3 separate regions of the Zea mays genome follow, and regions 2 and 3 are each linked to region 1. The links are chromatin contacts, called in public Hi-C maps. All regions are on one chromosome and are shown on one strand. Each heading gives the region's core, a stretch centred on a gene start, on an enhancer-like site or on the middle of the called end of the contact. The rest is flanking DNA. Distances are from core to core; before and after follow the strand shown. Region 1 holds the start of LOC100383907. Region 2 holds the start of LOC100125638 (granule bound starch synthase IIa precursor). Region 3 holds the start of LOC100277789.

Region 1 (3,747 bases), core at 711-3,210:
CCTTTGTCTTCCCTTGCACTATATAAAGGAGGGATGGAGCAGCGTTTTTGGGGGCTCAGATAGGGTTCATCACACGAAGAGTTCTCTCAGTATGTAGGCTTAAAGGTGGATTAGGACAATTAGGCTAGAAATGCCACCACAACCATGAGGTGAGGGGATCTATAAGATCTTCATGCTAACTAGTGTTTGAGGTTGTAATCCTTTCCTTGTCTTTGTTCATCAATTGATGAGTAGCAAGAGGGTGTAGGGTAATGTGCACACTACAACCAAACCATTATAACCGCTCACATACTAGCTCCCACTCATGCCCAAGTTCAACAAGGCCACCAACTTGCGCCATGCTCCCTCCTAACTCTCTTTCTGGTACTTTTATGTATCCTGGTATTATTGCCTATACACACATCTATATGTTTGGATAAGCATGAAAAACTAGATTGGTAGAAAGGCAACCATAGTTTTAGGCGCTCTAGGAGCATCAATTCCAAGTTCTAATAGTAATGCTTATATCCACATGATTTTTGTGGAAGCATTAGCATTAAATTTGTACTAATCATCTATAATAGACTTTGACGTGTTGGCTTGTTTACATGAACTTCAGGACACAAGATCTTCTTGTTAGCCTTGATCTGCTAGTTTCTTCAACTATGCTAGCTCTTTGATGTGCATCAAATGATTTGTTGGGTGATTCCTCTTTTCATCGTATCATCTATTGGTCACTATCTTCCTGGCCCATTTACATATGACTCCATTATATAATATATAATGGGCCTAATCGAGATAATTTCTTCTTTGTTTTAACTCAAATGTTGATCAAACTTTTAACCTTGCATGGCTAGGTCCCATTATAACATATCTTTAGCATAGATGTTAGCCCTAAGATTATGTTGTCATCTAAATGGCTAGAACTAAAAGATGTTATCTTAGGCATATGATCTTTATGAAGCTCATTGTTGTGGTTGAGCGGCCTAAGGCTTCCACCATCATTGTGATCTTCTACGCCAGCACACCAAATTGCCTAAGGTTTTTTAAATATGCTATTGTGTTTTCCTTTTTTGACAAAAAATAATCCTTTGACATTTGATCGTCAACTCTCCAAGGACAAGATTGTTGTTGCAAGCCCTTCGAATAGTGACAAGCTATCTTCCCATTTGCCACCAATATAGTATGTGTCCATTCATTTTATTGATCCTAAGAAAGAAGAGAAGAGAAGACACTGGATGTTGAGCTGCCAACGCTAGGGTGGGGTTACGCCACTATAGTTGGCTCTCTATGAAGCTTCAAGGGGGTTTCTGTAAAATGGTGAGGTTATCAAATTTTACCTCCATGTTGAATTTCAATTTACATCAAGTAACTAGTAATAAAATACCCAAACATGATAACTATTTAGAGATGACAAGTTAGATAGTGGGTCAAATTTCTAAAATCCTTAGGGCATTTCTAAAAATAGACAATGTCACATTCCATAGTACTTAGAAGACACCAATGCGAATTATCTCAAATGAGCAGATAGAAGGAGGTTTTAATAAACCTACTATACTAATGTTGTATATCTCTTCTTGGTGGTGCTTAAGATAAATATGCACCATTATTTTTTGGATAGAGTTAAGCATTGCCAAAAGAAACTATAACTCCTGGTGAATCATATAAGAAGTTGTGAAATAGTGCTAGTTATGACAACCAAGAATGAAGCATGCCATAATAAACCACATAAAGATATAAATTCCATATGTGATGATATCTATATTATTCAATGAAATTAATGTATCTTTTTTAGTAGTATGCATATAGTACTATATCAATTAGTAACTGATAGCTTCTAGATATTATATTGTATTGTATTAATATACAACTATATTTAGAGTTTGAACTTTTTATGGGCAGTTTAGTAATTTACATGGCCATAAACGTCGTTAAATACGCGTAGGCACCCGTATCATTTTTCATCCCCAGAGCACTTGCTCGTCGCACCGCTACTATTCTAATTTTCAAGAGCCATACTCCGATAGTTTTCTCTTCTTGGTTTCGGCAAAGGGAACGAAGGCTTACCTCAAAGGTATCTATTGACCACCTTTCACATTTTAATTTGTGTTTTTAAGTTAGACTTTTCTGTGGCATTGTAAAATAACCATGGGATGTTTGTTTAACTACATCGCGTGGTTATAATTCTCTACAGTTAATATGTGATAAATTGAACCCTAACCTACTAGTACAAACGTAGTAGCCTACACCGATTGAGGCTTTCCCCAACCCTCTAACGCATAAGTGGCCACTCTAGGCAAGAGGAAGCCATTGAGATCGAGCCGGAAAATAACCCCTCGTTTTGGCCTGCTCTATCATAGTAAGGCCTCGTGCAGTTATTCCTATTCTATATGGATTGGATGACATTAAAAAAGTTAGTAATAATTTTGACTTACTAGAGATTTAAATACATTCAATCCTGTGCAATCAACATGGATTGAAATCAAAACGAACGGGCTCTAAAGTGAAAAATGAGTTGAGAACGGGAAGGATATGACATGTTAACTTTTCTGTGTGTGTAACGCTTGGGTGTTAGCTGTGTACCTCCTATATTAGCTGTCATGTTAGGAGCTGTGTACCTCCTATATTAGCTGGCATGTTAGGCTTATGTATTTTTTTTAAAAATTCATATGAGTTGTTTATCATGCATATAATGTGAGCATCTTGTAACCGTGCTAACTAATATTATAGAAAACCATAGTTTGATAACAATGTCATGTACACATATAATTGTCTCCCGTGTCTTTTATATCTCATCCCTTATTTCAAACTTCACTCTGTAAACAGTGTAAATCCCCTATTTTACACGATATGTTGTCACGAGACATGTATAACCTAAAGTCACGGTTACCAGGACGTGTTTATGACATCACTTGTTTAACGGTCTTTCTTTCTGTCTTTATTTACAATTTGAACTAATTCATAAAATAGAAAGAAAATCGACGGTTCCCATTTATTTGAACCCGTTACCTCCTACTAGTCGGTAACCGAAGAAGCATTGATTACACCTTTTAATCTTCTACTAGTACTACTACAAGGTAACCCATGGAGAAAGAAGAGCAGCAGGCCAATGATTATACCGACGAGGACACTGATTACACTGATGATGAGGAGGAGGACTACAACGACGACGAGGACTACACTCCAGAGCCCGAGACGGCGTCCAAACGCCAGAAGCGCCACACCCTGGAGCAGATTCGGGAACTCAGAGCGTAATACAGTAGAACCGAGAAAGAATTAATCGATTAATGCCTTCATGGTTTACTCTGGATTTTTTTTAAAAAAATGCTTGAGTACTACGCTTACATCTACAGTATCCTGTGCTGTGCTGTGCTGTGCAGTGCATACCAACGGTGTGACCACCCAGATGCGCCGACACGCCGCGCGCTCGGCGCAAAGATTGGCCTGGAGGGCAGGCAGGTGCAGTACTGGTTCCAGAACCAACGCTCCCAGACGCAGGTCAGATCACCACCGTCACCAGTCACACACAAGCACCACGTTTTCCATGCATGCACGACCAAATGTGTACAACGAATTGGCAGTCACGAGTTTCTTCGTGCATGCAGGCGAAGGCCCTGGCGCAGAACAACAGGGTGGTCCAGCAGGAGAACGCCGCGCTGATGGCCGAGAACGCGTCGCTCCGGCACGCCATACTGACCGGGTCCTGCCTCGCATGCGGCGGCGCGACGACGGCGGCGGCGCCCGCCGAGCTGCCGCCGGAGAGCAGGC
Region 2 (3,747 bases), core at 394-2,893, 270 kb after region 1:
AGTTGGCCCTGGCATTCTCTTACTTCCTTTTATTGGGAACCATCCCTTTCTCCAGTGCCAGCAGGACCCAAGACATGAAGGTGAGTAGCATGCAAAGTATCAAGATCCAATCATTGCAAAGCAGAAGTGCTAATAATAAGTGTATTTCGAGTTTTCGACCAGATGAACTTTCGTTAAAACTTGCACTAGGGTAATCCCAAGCCCTATTCACTCCTAATGGATGAGATTTGATGAATTAAATTACTACAATTTGATAAATCTACATATAACTTACTATCAATGCTTGTTGAGCATTGAAGGATTTGAGAATATACGTGGTCATAGATGGATTTGAGAGAAGGATGGTGTCATTATTAGATCCAATATGAAAAGTATCATGAGTCAATAAGTTATTATACAACCCCCCATGTACTTCGGACAACAGTGTTTTATTGGCATATCCAAAAGATGTGCTAGATTTGTTCAGAAGGCGTGATCCTGCCATCAGAGAAGTGTGCACGTGACGGCACGTAGGGCTGAGTGTAATGATTCATGTAGGAAATGGTGCCCTGATACGAAAACATCATATTAAGTGCCTCTAAGTAAACTTCTAGCAACACAACGCGTTTGCGTGGAAGAGGTGACCCCAGGATCACTTTCTCGGAACCCCCCTGACCAAACTACCTCTGGATTCGGGCAGACGCTCCAAGGGAGAACATAGTACTCTCCCAGATACTGAAGCCGAAATAGGGAGCGTGCACGGAGCAGGATGCACGGGATGAGTAAGAATGAGATTGATTTTGCACATTGTGAAACAATAAACAGTAAGGTTAGCAAACCTTAGCGCACACGAACGTCACACTGTCCAAAATCCGAAGCCAAGTCCCAAGTGCAAAACCACAGAACAAAGACAACTTCACGGTGGACAAAAAGCATGCAATCCCCAGAACTTCTGCTAGCCCCCTCTGCAGTGCCCACTGCCCCCCCCCCCCCAAATCCCAAGTGCATTTTGAAACGAAAGGGGCGTAGAGGAGAAGATCAGGAAGCAGGAAAGGACCTCAAATGCAAAATGCCAGCCAGGTACCTCGCGCTGGCTGCAGCCGCGGAAGAAGGCGGAGCGGCTGTTTGTTGGCTTTGGCTCCGGGTCGGGGGACTGCAGAGCGCGGAGGCGACTCGGCACTCAAGTAGAGGAGGAAGCAAGCGGCGACGCAGCGCGCCGACCGCCGAGGGCCAGGAAAAATATCGCCCACGTGACAGGCGGCGTGCGCCCCGCCTAGTGGCTAGCGCACGGGCGCCACACAATCGCTGCACCGGCCGCTGCCCGCATCACCAGCACGGCGGCCACCGCACATGGTGACATGGGGTGGTGGGCCGCGGGCGCCTCACCAGCAGCGTACCCGCACCGGCCCGCGACTGCGTTCGATCGGAGGCGAATATGCCGAGGCAAAAGGTGAGATGTGAGGCAAGGGCAAGTGGGGGCCTCGGGGCGGGCAGGCGGCACGAGGGCCGTCGGTTCGTCCCTGGGCCCAGCAGCGGAAAAGGGCCTAGAATTCGTGGTCTTCCCCGTGCGCGGCAGGGGCGCGGGGGAAGTGGTGGGGAGCGTGAGCCGTTGGTTCCGGAGGCGGGAAAAGGCGATGTGCGCCGGCGTCGGTTAGCGGCAGGCAGCCACGGAGGGCGGCGTGTCGGAGGGACACGAGGAAACGACGCCACATGTGCTGGGACGGACCCCCCACGATGGTTTGAACTTTTAATTATTTCTGCCCTCAAAAAGGTACTGCGATTTTATTTCTTTCTCCTACAAAAAGATAATAAATCCGGACGAAAATGCTCCACCAGAAAGAGTTTTATCTGCCAAATGTGGCGCTAAACCACACGAGGCGAGCATATGGCAGCGTCATAGGACTTTTATATAGGGTGTGTCAATAACAAAAATATATATATATACAATTCTATTGAATGCAGATATAATTTTATAGTAAATTTATTAAACAATTCGATAAATAGATATAAAGTTTAACATTGAACAATTAAGCACTGAAAAATATAGTGAATTAGAAATCAACAAGATAAAAATTAATAATAAAATATATATCCACATGTATTAATTAGTCAGGTGTTGTTTGTTGGATGAGGTGTGGCGGGCTAGCTGTTGGGAAGTTGGAACTTGGAAGCCGGGAGCTCCAGGCTCCAACGCACTGGCGCAGCCACACAACACAAGCAGTTGGGCACAGCGGCGACACTGGTGCGTCTCGGTGCCTGAGACTCACTGCAACGCATGCCTCTTCACCTTCCCTACGCTAAAATTGTTCATCGTTTAGGGGCTACAGTCTCCCCCTTCCTCGCGCAGCGGTGAGCGCTACCCTCTCCCCTTCCTCGCGACGCTCTTCTCTCTCACGCCAGATGCAGGGGTTCACTGTAGCCGCCCCCTCGCCTTCTTCGCGCGGAAGGAGCCGCCCGCGCCAGACACCGGAAACATCTCGCTCCACCTCACTCCGTCTCCACTCGTCCGCGGAAGGGCGATTTTTCGAGGCGACGCGGCGGCGGATCTCCCGTCGGCCGGTGGAGTCGGCACCGGCCCCGCTCGGGTGCGCAGAAGACGAAGTCGACGTCGTCAGCACGCAGTGCCGTTCGCGACCGAAGACGAAGAGGGGTAAAATCCGCTTCCGCCGAGGTTTCTCGCGACCGATTAGTTGGCTTCCGTCTCCGACCATCAACGGCGCCATCAGATCCAGACGGATCCCCTTCGATTCGACTTGGTGGGCAGTAAATCTCCCCTTCTTAAGGTATTTTGCTTTACAACTCCACGGCAAATCATTTTCTATTTCCCGATTGATTTACAACTCCAGTCGTATTTTGTTTGATTCGCCGTCTTGCGGCCCAGATCCATCCCTACTAGAGGTATAGCATCTTCTACCCCATCAAACGAAAACTTCAGTGAGGATAAATGTACATTACCACTGAAGCTGTGTTAAAAAATCGTAATTTTTGTTGCCAAGCCCATAGGAGTTTAGCAGATCCAGACAACTGTTCTAGGTATGAAGTTAGGAAGTTTTTCATCCTGTGATTTAGGCGCCTGGTATACCAGAAGTATAACATTAGGCATGCCAGCAATTATATGTACCTTGTGGTGTTGATTGGACTGTTCTTCATGTTTTCATACTGAAGACAATGTATTTGTGCAATTTATGTGCAATGTTACCCTTTCGCACTATATGAGTATGCACCAATATAAGCGAAAACACTGAATCACTTATTTTCTGTGGCACGATATGTAATGTTGAAGACTTAAACTTGTCTTTCTCTCATGACATTACCTCTAACATTTGTCTCTGCACTTACTAGTTTCCTTTATATTTCTGTGGCACTTATTTTCCTAACCTTGAAATCTGTATAAAATGTTCTTGGCAGGTTCATTCCCGTGTACCTGCCAACAATTATATAACTCATATGTACAACTTCCAAGTTTGCATCTGTCTGTTTGTTTTATGATTCGAAGTGTACATGTCATATGTCATCTTCACTTTACTGAAAATCCTATTTTGCATTTGGACATGTTCATGTTTTTCATATGGGTAACGATACAATTTGTCTGTTACATTTCATCATCATTATGATAGATCTTAGGAAAGTGCTTGTACATATCAGTTATGATTTGGAATCTCTAGTTTCTACTTCCCTTATATTTGCTACAAGTTTGTAATGTTTTTCCTTGTTTTTATGACACCCTAGTGGTTCAAACAAAATTTGTATGCAATATTATCTGCCAAC
Region 3 (3,747 bases), core at 751-3,250, 260 kb before region 1:
GGCCACACCCTGAAGGCAATATGCTCTTGTACTAAGTCCCTTGTTCCTATAAAAGAGCAGACAACGCCGAAGGCTCTTTGGCACTCTTCGGCGGCTTCGTTCATTTCAACCTTCGGCCTCCGAAGGCCGAAGCTTTGCCAAATAGGACGCATAATTATACCTTTGATGTCTTCTCGTACTGATAAGTCATTCTTCACATAAAACCATTCTGTCATCCAATCCCCGGGCCATCTCTTCCGAAAGGTTGGTACGGGACAGCTTGCCCCGGACCGAGAGACGAAGCTGTAGCAGCCAAAGTTGTTATGGTACTGTTCTTTGCCCCAAGGTTTTGTTTCATATAATAATTCATGAACATTACAGAAGCTTCTTGCGTCAGGCTTCAGACCTTGGCTTCTCGTGGCCCACACGAAGATATTTAGCCTTATAATAGCCTCTGGAGTAAGTTGATGAAGATAGACTTCGAAGATTTTCAACACCTCCACGACGAAGCTGCTCAAGGGGAATCGCAATCCGGCTTTCAAAAAGCTTCGGTACACCACAACTTCATTTTCTTCAGGGTGTGGACAAGTCTTTTCCCCTTCGTCCGCCCTCACAATGGACAGATCCCGGAAATACCTTCCTCTCATATTAACAAGATGATTCTCTTTGATAGTTGATTTACCATAAACTGAATGGCTTGGTCGCCAGGGGCGATCTTCGGAGTCTTCGCCACCGCTGTCCACATCATAACTTTCACTGTCACCAGTATCTTCAGACAGCCCTTCCAGAATTTCCCTGGTGATCTTTTCTGTGTTGGTCTTCGACATTGCTATAAGAAACCCTAAGTTCTTCTCTTCATCAAGACTCAGCTTCATTTCAGCAGCAGCCTTCTTAGCAGCTTCAGACATCTTCGGAAACACTAAAAAACTGTTTTCAAAGCCGAAGCTTCAAAGCTAAAAGCTTAGCAGATCACAGTGCACGAGAGCTAAAAAATGAGTGAGCAAGAGTGGTTGGCCAGAAAGCGTGCAAAATAAGTTTGCGGTATGGCCGTATTTATACGCTTGATGCGTTGAAAGTTGAAAGACCCCACTTGTCATTGAATGTTGCTATTCTAGCAAAGGGAAGGTGTTTTTTCGGACCTTCGGCATAAAGCCTTCGTTCATGTCGCAATCTGAATTTATTATTTCAAACAAATTAATATTGCGAGGGGCTACTGTTGGGGGCCTTCGTCCTCCGAAGGTCCTCAAAAACATGATTTAACAATGTTTTCCAAGTAGATTATGTGAACAGGTACCTTCGGACTCAGAATTACGAACATGAAGTGCGGTCAGGACGAAGCCTGAACCAGACGAAGGACGGGCTGATTACCAAGCTCCACGAAGGATGGTGCACAGCCGAAGCTGTGCGCAGGGAAGCTTCGTCGCGATAGCAGAGAGGGGAACCGACTTAAAGATGAAAAGACTACGTGGACCTTGTCAGGTTTCCATAAGTCATTGACAAATGTAATGGACATAAATGTAATTTTACGTGGGCTGTGTCCCGCGTCTATAAATAGATGAACAGTACTCCCGTACTGTTCACGCTGACTTGGCATTTTGCTTTTGCGTCACGCTTGTACTTTTTATCTTCTCTCAGGACCGAAGGTACATTTGTAATTTGAAATCATTTCTATTTTTCCATGTTAATAAAATAGAAATGATCCTATGATGATGCTTATATTATATTTCATGCTTTATATGAATCCTTCGTCATTACTTGTTATGTTTACGAAGGTATGTTTCTTATGATCTTCGTCCGAAACTCATTATTTCCCGAAGGGACATAATGCTTCGAAGGACGAAGGACTTTAACACTTAACACTTTTTATGTTGCCTTGTTCTTAATTCGAAGCATTTAAGAACAAGTCCCCAACAGGAGGATCCCACGACGCACGCCATGACAAAGACCACATACCATATGCCGGCCGGCCGGCAGGCCAAGCCGGCCTCGACCTATACGTACGTCTTGCCTATTTTTTTCCCCAAGAACAAGAAGATCACAGTCAAAAGGTGCTACTTACTATACACGCACAAAAATACATCGAGCACCATGGCATCTCCAACCCGTCAGGCACCAGCACCGCCACCCTTCCTCGTTACTCCCATCATGCTGATGCTGTGGCTGCTGCTCGCTTCCTCGCACACGCGCGGCGCCATGGCCGCGACGCCCAACACGGAGGCGCTCTCGGTGCTGTGCAATGGCGCGTCCTACGGCGCCGGGGACCCCTTCGCGACGAGCCTAACGTTCGTGCTGTCGGAGCTGTTGTCCGCCACGCCGGTCCGGGCAGGCCACGACTTCTACGACATCTCCCCGTACCCGGCCGCCTTCGCGTACGGGCACGCCGCGTGCCGGGCGGCGCTGTCCGCCGCGGACTGCGCTGCCTGCCTCCGCTCCGCCGTGAGCCAGATGGACGCCTCCTGCGGGTACAGCGTCGGTGCCAGGGCCGTGCTCGTGGACTGCAGCGTGCGCTACGAGCAGTACGCGTTCGTGGATTGATTCGTCAGTAGATTTCTAGCTCCTTTCGATTTGTATGTAGTTCTGTGTGGTTTGGTTTCTCGCGTTGGTGTTGCTGCCCAAATGTATGCTCGCGCGCAGGTGATTTGCCAAACCCTTATCTTCTATCCAGCCACGCACCTCCCGAATGATTTGCATGATAAAATCGTACTGTACGAGCTAAGAAATTGACCGATACAACTGAGCAATCTAGTCGGTCATGAAGGTGCTTGCTAATAGACACAAACGATTCATTCTATATTTGTATTTTCTCAGGAATTTAAAACTTTGATCAATATTCAGTTAAATACAAATAAATTTATCAAACAAACTATTGTTCTATAATTTATATGTAAAAGGACAAAAACATAGCATATATAATCGACCCATTATTTATATAAACAGCTTATGGCATTTTTTTTCTTCCTTTTCTCATGACGACCCGTACCACATTCCTCGAACGTACAGTAAAATGCCCTCAAATACTAAGCAAATAAGTCCTCGACTCAAACGTCCAATTTGTAGAATTTTTAGATCGAGTTTGTAAGAACTCTACAAATATAAAATTCCCTAGAAATAAAACAAAAGTTAAATGTTTTTAATAAACACATCCTGGCCTCGGGAGGAACTCAGTCTAGCCCATTTCCTTACCTGGTATTCTCTTGGCCTTGCACGGCCTGCGGGCTGACCTCTCTCTCCCTCTCTATTCATACTAGCAGTGGCCCAACCATTTTATCGAATCAGTTTTGTGTTCTTCCTTTTCTCTAATCTAACTAGCAACCAACCTTCCAAAATTCATATCTCACCGGTTCAAACTTTAATTGACTTTGATTTTTCTTCCTAAATTCATTAAATTCAAATGATATCTTTAAAAATAAATTTGATTCTTTTACCAATAACACATCATTATAAAATTTAAATGTACTTTTGCTATAATTTATTGAATGACTTGGTATTTGGACTACATGTGCTTTAAAAAATAACTAAACAAAAAAAAATCAGTACCAAATATAAATTTGGAGCTAACAGTTCAGATATTTGTATACCATTGTATTCTTGTGTTGAACCATCCCATGGAGATGCATGTGTGCAATTATTCTATTGTTAGGGTTGTATAGTGAGATTTTGGTTGTCTATTCATCGATGTTAGTCTAAACATTTAAATGGACTAAATGTCACCTACTATTTAGCTACTTTATTCATGCTAGCTTTGTGGTCATTTGATTAGATTAAATA

Evidence for each region. A called contact is a pair of places that touch in the nucleus more often than the background predicts.
Region 2: a Hi-C map of tassel shows a contact between it and region 1, with 2.5 times the contacts expected there. The contact joins the promoter of LOC100125638 here to the promoter of LOC100383907 in region 1. A contact is called at or near these places in 2 of 25 Hi-C or Micro-C datasets (ear and tassel).
Region 3: a contact with region 1 is called in a Hi-C map of tassel, with 4 times the contacts expected there. The contact joins the promoter of LOC100277789 here to the promoter of LOC100383907 in region 1. A contact is called at or near these places in 2 of 25 Hi-C or Micro-C datasets (ear and tassel).

The regions. Positions count from the first base shown.
Region 1 is chr7:35,624,947-35,628,693 of Zm-B73-REFERENCE-NAM-5.0, forward strand. It overlaps LOC100383907, which reads left to right and starts at 1,961. Exons shown (of 9, transcript NM_001362227.1): 1 at 1,961-2,053; 2 at 3,045-3,230; 3 at 3,360-3,477; 4 at 3,585-3,747. The coding sequence starts at 3,064.
Region 2 is chr7:35,893,292-35,897,038 of Zm-B73-REFERENCE-NAM-5.0, forward strand. LOC100125638 (granule bound starch synthase IIa precursor) reads right to left here and starts at 1,644. Exons shown (of 14, transcript NM_001347904.1): 1 at 1,037-1,644.
Region 3 is chr7:35,361,659-35,365,405 of Zm-B73-REFERENCE-NAM-5.0, forward strand. LOC100277789 reads left to right here and starts at 2,001. Exons shown (of 1, transcript NM_001151269.2): 1 at 2,001-2,629. The coding sequence starts at 2,068. The coding sequence ends at 2,514.